Regions from separate parts of the Zea mays genome. Here all the other regions are linked to region 2. The links are chromatin contacts, called in public Hi-C maps. All regions are on one chromosome and are shown on one strand. The core of a region is the stretch at or near the end of the contact, and the rest is flanking DNA. Distances in the headings are between cores, read along the strand shown. Region 1 has its middle 180 kb from the start of LOC100194384. Region 2 holds the start of LOC100194384. Region 3 holds the start of LOC103635511.

Region 1 (2,700 bases), core at 177-2,676, 180 kb before region 2:
ACAATGCTTTTAAATATGTGTTTCATACACACAACATAGTTATTCTAATACAATAGTTTCTAGTGTATCGAATACTTTTAGAGCATAATTATCAATTTATAATTTAGCAAAATGGATAATAAATTCATATAGGGATTGTTTTATTAATCTTTATTAGAACACTTATTTGTTTTAGGTTTCATGATATTTTTAAAATTTTTAAGTCTCAAATTAGGATTTCGAGATGTTACATTTGGATTGTTAGAGAATTAGACACTATCAGTTTTAATTTAATCCAGAAAACCAGTATGATGTATGTGACGACATGTACGTGCATGTGTGTATCACTACTCACATAAGAAGTAAACAACAGTAAAACATGCACAAATACAAAGAACAGAGTGTACCCCGCGGAGGGATCAATGCTTAAGGCATCAGTGGCTCCATTCATACGAGATGTCTCGTGTGTATGTTCGATGTAGTCGTATGCAGTCGATGCAGACAGATGTATGCAGTGCAGTCCCTCGAACGACGCCGACAACGAAGAACCGGATCAACGTTGGTTGAGCGGACGGAGCGAGCAGTAGCGAGTACGCTCCCCAAAAACCTGATCGCCCGCACACCCGTGCAAGTGTAGCTCTACGGACGGTGATTTCGGAGGCCTGCTCTCCCACTCTCTCTGTGCTTGCAGAAGTTGGGTCTGGAATGGGCTAAGTGCAACACGTCTGAGAGACTATTCGCGTCACTGGAAGAGTGTCGACCTCCTCCGTATTTATACATGCGCAGAGGGAGGGGAACAGACTGTAACGGTCACCATCAGAGCCAGAAACTGACAACCATTACAGCCAGCCAGGAACCGAAGTGCCATAAGAGACGTCCGTTACTAGCCATAAGACAGGAAACGGTCGGTCAGTACTCCAAACAAAATGTGCAACCATTAGGAAGAAATATTCAGACCAATGTCCGATCTACCACGAGCCACGGCCCCGTCAGCGGGACGCGCGCGCATGTGACAATCCTTCATTCTTTTCTTAACTTCTCAATAGATACACCAATGGTCCACCTATTTAAGTTGATTAATTTGTCCCTTAAACTTTTAATATAGTATTAAATTATTAGTACACCATAGCATCAAAATTGACCTTTATCATTGACTATTATTGAATATTAATTTAGACCAAATCCATATTAATCTAACATATTTATTGTATAGAGGACTAAAGTGGCAGATCCAAGATTTTTAAAGAGATTGGGCTACCCTATAAGCAACCAAAAACAAATGTATATATAATGGCATGCACAACTTTTTTCTATTAACCAAGAATTTCCTCATTTTCCAATTTTTTTCTGGAATATGTAATGGGACGTGCGCCTGGCCTAGTGGCGGAGAGCTAGGAGAGTTATGTAATTTGCAATCCGCGTTTGGGCCATGGCCTTTCCTCGGCCTGGACTAGTCCGTAATCACGAACAGGCCCACGAGGAGATAGATGTCCACTTGATCCCGCGCATATAAGTAGCCGTCACGGTGAAAAGCAGCACCTGCACTATCGGACTGGCTTTATTTATGGTGTGTTCCAAAAAATCGACAAAGGTCTTTCTACACTCAGCAAAGTCAAATAACACTCAACAAATATTTTATTGACAAATGATTTTTTGCTAAGTACTTTTTTGGGCATTTGATAAAATTTTTGCCGAGTGTCAAAAAACGCTCGACAAAGAAAAGTACTCGGTAAATTAATAATCACAAAAAATCCATAAAAACAGCAAAACGTTTTTTAACTAGGGAAATAAAACCCCAACCATCACCATTGCCCTACCTCATCAACCTTTCTCTCGCGCACAATCTCATCTACCACTACACAACTATATCACATGTGCATATATTATATTTTCATTTCCCACGTATTATAACAAACCAAGAGTAAATTGATTATTTAGGTATTAAATAAATTCAAATGAAAATATTGTCAACTGTAAAGTTGAATAACTTTGAAGGATCTACAACTTTCATTTTGATAGTTTCTTCATCCCATGTCATTTACAAAATTTAAATTTCAAATTTGAAAACTTCAAACATATTTTTCTATGACAAGATTATTTCAAATAAAAAATTGTCAATGATAAAATTTCATACCATTTCAAGCCTACAAATTTTATTTTGGTCCATCCGAGGTCGTTTGAAAAATTCGAATTTTAAAATTCAAACAAAATTTTGCATGACAAGATGACTTCAAACCAAAATGTTAACAACTACAAAGTTTCATAACTTTTTAAGACATACAACTTTCATTTTGGTGGTTTTTCCACTTGAGGTTATTTTGAAAATTCAAATTTTAAAATTGAAACGTAGTTTTCATTGACAAGCTAACTTCAAATCAAAAGATTGCCAACTACAAAATTCAAAAACTTCTCAAGATCTACAAAGCTATTTTGGTTCTTTGGTGTTTTATTCATCCCACATGTTGGTTCTAATATTATTCACAAATCTTATACATTTGTCTTGTAGTTTGATAAACTACGAGATAGATATAGTTTTTATGAACAAATTTACTTTTATTTTGTCATATAAAGAAATGACCGAAACATAATTTGTACATCTTGATAAGTTACATAAATTTGTCGTTGAAAACTTTTTTATTTAAATTAATTTACTGCTTTAAAATGCGATTTTTAAATTGTCTTTGACTAGTGATGAAAAAAACACTCAGCAAAGAAGCTCTT
Region 2 (2,700 bases), core at 35-2,534:
ACTCATACCCACGACGCAAAAATAATCCCACCGGGTCACCCATATACACTGGCGGGTATGGATTTACCCCCATACCCATACTCATGTGGGTATGGGTCATCCATTGGGTCACCCGTACCCACAAAAATTAAACTACTATCAAAATATTATACTATACAAATTTCAAGTATATCTATATAAATACCGCTACAAAATTTTCTAGCATCATTTAATCATCCATTCAACACACCAAAGATAATTAGATAAAGTAATAACACTATGATAGTACTACATAGCACATTACATGTTCCATTACATGGTCATTAAATTGTTGTTAAATAATAAAAAGTTGGATGACTAAAATCCAAGTTCATGCTTGGGCAAAGTTTATATTGGGTATTTTATACCCACGGGTTAACGGGTATGGGTGAAGGCGGAACGTTCTAATACCCGTTTACCCATTGGGTGAAGATTTTTGCCCAATAACAGACCTACAGGTAGAATATTTAGCCCACATACATACCCTAATGGAGTAAATACCCATCGGGTATCGGATCGCGGGTACCATTGCCATCTCTAGCCACGACACCGCTTTAATTTTTTTTTCTTTTGTGGATAGGATGCTTGCATCTAAGCCCTCACATGTCATACTGTGTTGTACTATACCATAAAATATGACCTTTGTGCCGTTGCAATCTACTGTCATTGTACTAATAGCCTAGTACAAAGTGGTGCTAGGAATGTATTTATGGAAAACATTTTGAATCGACGATACAAACCAAACGACCTAATTAGGTTCGGATACTAGAACGGATGAATTTAGATATGGTTAACCTGTAAACCAAATAGACCGTATTTATTGATAAAAAATAGAATAAAACCTTGCAGAAGTTTAATATTTTTTTATTTCATACGATATTACAGTTTTGAAATAACACTATAAAACTTTTTAAGGAACTATTTTCTCAAGGAGGCAAGACCCAAACCGGAAATGCCGGGGGAAAAAAAAGAAGCAGAGGGCAGAGTGCGCTGGTACGCATTGTCGCCTTGCCGGTTGGTTGGTCAAAAGGATTGACGGACAGACCGGCCTCCCTTTTACAGTCTGTCTCTTCAAGTAGCGGAGGCACGAGCAATGGAGAAAGGCTTGAAAAAGGAGGGCGCCGCTGCCATTAAAGGCTCTCAAGGGACCGCGCTTGGGAGTGGGAGCGGGAGCAGTTGCAGCTGCAACGGTCACTTTGCTGGCTGCTGGGCCGGTCGGTTCCTTTGCCCACCAGCTCAGCTCACTCAATTCAACACTCTTCGAGCTTGCTTGCCCATCTCCCCAAACATCCGCCGCGCTTCAATACTTACAACGACTCAACGAGATCGCAGCTTCCATGGCCTTCTTTTCCGAATCCCAGACTCCTTTCACAAAACAGAAACAAAAATAAAATAAATCCCAGACTCCCAGAGACAGACAGACACAAGAGTTGGTGGCGTGGTTCCTTGTTTCTACCTCCCTGGGCTCCGTTTCTTTCCCTGCGAAGCTGGCTGGCTCGGCACGGCACTGCACAGAGCATACCGGCGGTAACTGAGAGGCCCTGCGGCGATGGGGAAGAAGCGAGCGGCGGCCGTGAGTGCTCCGTTCCCCGCGCCCGCCTCCGAGCCCGAGTCGGACCACTTCAGCGACTACGGCTTCGACCCGCAGCTCCTCCACTTCCCCTCCCAGGTCCATCTCTAGTTCTCAACACTACACTACTGCTCTACATGATTGCATCGACCTCTTCCAAAAGGAACAAAGATCCAATCATGCCTGCTGCATGCTGGACGCTGGTTACGTTCTTGCATCTTGTTGACGTGCGGTGTGGTTCCTCTGTTCCCCTCAGCCTGAGGCGAAGCGACCGTGGGGCAGGCGCCAGCGCCACCAGCAGCCTGCGCAGTTGAAGCCCCTGGACTCCGCGCGGTTCAAGCTACAGAAGCCCATCGCCAAGAAGCACCACCGCCAGCAGAAACAGCAGCAGCGCCGCCGGTGGTGGAGCTCCGCCGCCTCTGCCGCGCTCCATCTCTTCAGGAAGCGCCCCTCATCAACCAGACCCGCCGCAGGAGCTCCACCTCCCCAGTACGGGTCGCCCGCGTCGCCAACCGTGCCTATGTACCTCACCGACTGCGATGCTGGCGGGGACGACGGCGGCGGCGCGTCCGCGTGCACGTGCTGGGCACCGGCCGTGCGGTCCGGCCGCCTGGCCGCCGCCGAGCTTGGCGCCGCGGCAGTGGCGGTTCCCTACGTCAGCCTCAGGTCCACTAGCCTTGGCACTGGAGGCGCTCCGGTGATGCCCATCTACCTCGTCACCTGAAGCTAGCTACCTCAGGCCGACGCGGGTTTCTTCTTCAGAAGCTTGGACCACAAGACGTCAGTAAATTAAACCCTGTCCAAGCGCCTGGACTAGTCGGTCAAATATCAACTGCTTGCTTCTATAATTGTTCCTGGTTTTCTTCTCCCGTCTGTGGGGTATTTTCCAGATGTAGTTGCAGCAGCTGCGTTTTTCTTTCAAATTCGTTGCTCCAAGAAGGTTGCCGGCTCCTATATGGAAGTTCTGACTTCTTCAGTTTTGCGTTGAACTTTAGATTAAGAGACGATAGATTCTAGTATTAGAGCAACTTCAAAACAATGCTAAGAAGTTTCCAACAAAAAAAATTATTGAGGGCAGACTAAAAATTTTAAGAGTAAGATCATGTTTGTAA
Region 3 (2,700 bases), core at 148-2,647, 180 kb after region 2:
CCTACAAGTCACTCAATACTGGAATGAGAAAAGAGAACATTGTGAAACCACAAGAAACCGGTAATGCAACTTTCCCAGGGAAGTACATACAGTATTACAGTGCTCTACATTGGCAAACATAGTCCAATGTCAAATCATTGGATCTCAAAACATATCAAAGTTTATTTTTCTCAAGGATCAGAATAACGAGCAGCAAAAGCAGTCTTGCAGAGAGGCTCCTTAATGGGCACTAAAATCCAGGCCCTCGTGCATGAACCAATACATATATTTGTTCAATGCAGCTACTTAATTGAAATCTCTATTTTTTTTACTGTCTAGTGTCGTGGAACTAGTATTGCAGTTTGCATTACATCGAGGAAACGCAGGTTAAAAACAAATAAAACCCTACGATGGTAAATTGCAGTATCATCCAAGTACCCTTAGTACTAAGTGCATATTTGCCTGTCTGCACATTCAGGTGTACGCAACAGGTGTGCTAGTTCATCATGTATTGCTCTGTAAAAAAAGATTATCTGAAATCCTCTACAAAAACTAACATTCAGGACGAATTAGTGAGATCACATAGTCATGCAAAAGTCGCAAAGATGCCACTTCATTCAGAAATGAAAAATTAGTGAAGTAGACATCACGAGTCATCAATGCCCTGATCAAAATCCTATCCACCTTGCAGAATCAGACACACGGAGAAACCTGCTGCTTAATTAAACGATGACATGAGGAGAGAAATACTAGGCATGGGGACCTTGGTGGCCTCGATGGCGATGCCGCGCTCGAAGAAGATGGGGGCAGCGTGGGCGAAGACTCGGCGGAACCCCCGCAGCACCGCGACACGGAAGCCCTCCAGCTCCGGGAACGTGCTCCTCGCGCTCCGCTCTGCCACCAACCAGGATGCTAGAGAGCGTCATGCTAGCAGGTTCAGGGATCGAGGAATCCATTACCCGTGACAACGATCTTCGTCCCGCTCACCGGAAAGGAGGGATCCGAAGCCGACGACGGAGAAGCGGCCGCCGGGGGCGGCGACGGTGGCAAAGTCCGCGGGACAGGTGAGCTCAGGAAAGGAACCGCCAGCTGCGGGGGACATCGTCGCAGTGGGAGGAGGCATGGGGTGGCTCAATCGGGTGGGTGGCGAGGGCCCTGGCTCCGGTTGTCGGCGGAGGCGGAGACGGGCGGCGGTGAGGGGGACTGGTGGTAAAGTGGCGCGTTTGAGGGCGTTGGATCTTGATCGGACGGCAATGGGTGGCTCTGGGCGAGGAGGCGCAAGTGGGGAGGCGATGGCGCGCATTGCGGTTGGGCTAGGCGGCTAGCGAGGCAGCTAGCAGCAGAAGCCAGCCCAGAGCATGTGACTCCGGCGATCGGACCTACGAGCCTGTAACACCCGGCCACTTGCGGACCAGCGTTATTTGCTTCTTCGCATCTACATATACCATCTCCACACATCACTACAAGTCAAGTCTTTTGTGCGTACTTTATTCTCAATCATATGCATCCGTTCTCACTCATGTGCACTCGAGAAGTTTCTGGTCGGTCACTCATCCCGAGATTGTTATAGGTCAAACACACTTAACTCTAAGATTCTTTCAAAATAGACTTATGAAAAATAAGATGCACCTTATTGATATATATATATTCTATTCATCCTATTAATTCTTGGCCAGAATATCACAATCTATCTCACGTTTAACAATCATCTACCTGTCTGAACCTTCTAACCTCCGGTTAAATCTTCTACGACTCTTGTGTTTGCCCCCAACATATTTGGCAACTGCCTTGCCTGATTTGTTAGTGAGCACAAAAGATGCACCAAAAGTCTTGAATGAAATGCTATGTTCGTTTGATGCATTAGCAATCTTCTTTTTAGGCATTTTGATTTGAGTTGCATGCCTAGAGCTAGAAACCTCATTACTATACATATAAGCATGATGAGAAATAGAATGAGATTTTCTAGCATGAATTTTTCTAATTTTGTACTCAGGATAGTTCTCAGGGTATAAAATGTAACCTTCTCTATCCTAAACCATAGGAGTCTCGCCCTTAACAAAGTTAAAAAGCTTGTTCTTAGGGGTATTAAGTTTGACATTGCTTTGGCTTATTTGTTGGAAACCAATGTCATCCTTAATGTCAGGGCGTCTCCCATTATAAAGCATACTACGAGCAAATTTAAATTTTTCATTCTCTAGTTCATGCTCGATAATTTTAGCATTTAATTTAGCTATGTGATCATTTTGTTCTTTAATTATAACAAGGTGATCATTCATAGCATCAATATTAACATCTCTACATCTAGTGCAAATAGTGGCATATTCAACAGTAAATGTGGAAATATTGCAAGCATTCAATTCTTCAATCTTGGCAATTAAACTAGCATTTTCAGTTTTAAGACAAGAAATTGAATCATTGCAAATATTAAGCTCTTTAGACAAGTTTTCACATTTTTCTACTTCAAGAGCATAAGCATCTTTTAGCTTAACAAATTTTTTATTTTCCTTAACGAGCAAGTCCTTCTGGAATTCCAAGATATTATCCTTCTCGTTAATGGTTTCTATCAATTCATTAATTTTCTTCTTTTTGCTCTTTAGTAAGGTTAGCAAAAAGTGAAGTTAAATCATCATCATTATCACTAGAGCTACCCTCATCATCGGAAGTAGTGTATTTGGGGTATCTCTAGAATGTACCTTCTTCTTTTTGCTATCCTTAGTCATG

What was found. A called contact is a pair of places that touch in the nucleus more often than the background predicts.
Region 1: a Hi-C map of tassel shows a contact between it and region 2, with 2.6 times the contacts expected there. The contact joins the enhancer-like site here to the promoter of LOC100194384 in region 2. A contact is called at or near these places in 2 of 25 Hi-C or Micro-C datasets (ear and tassel).
Region 3: a contact with region 2 is called in a Hi-C map of endosperm, with 5 times the contacts expected there. The contact joins the promoter of LOC103635511 here to the promoter of LOC100194384 in region 2. A contact is called at or near these places in 6 of 25 Hi-C or Micro-C datasets (ear, endosperm, leaf and 1 more).

What each region holds. Positions count from the first base shown.
Region 1 is chr8:87,961,262-87,963,961 of Zm-B73-REFERENCE-NAM-5.0, reverse strand. No RefSeq gene overlaps it. Among protein-coding and RNA genes, the nearest start is that of LOC100194384, 180 kb to the right of the region's middle. Within about 2 kb of position 1,426, at least 12 of the 20 cell types and tissues checked have an H3K27ac peak or open chromatin away from gene starts, as enhancers often do. A contact at or near this core is called in ear and tassel, where this site is marked.
Region 2 is chr8:87,776,459-87,779,158 of Zm-B73-REFERENCE-NAM-5.0, reverse strand. LOC100194384 reads left to right here and starts at 1,284. Exons shown (of 2, transcript NM_001139416.1): 1 at 1,284-1,687; 2 at 1,845-2,563. The coding sequence starts at 1,568. The coding sequence ends at 2,312.
Region 3 is chr8:87,595,262-87,597,961 of Zm-B73-REFERENCE-NAM-5.0, reverse strand. It overlaps LOC103635511, which reads right to left and starts at 1,397. Exons shown (of 8, transcript XM_008657947.3): 1 at 967-1,397; 2 at 743-873; 3 at 1. The coding sequence starts at 1,282.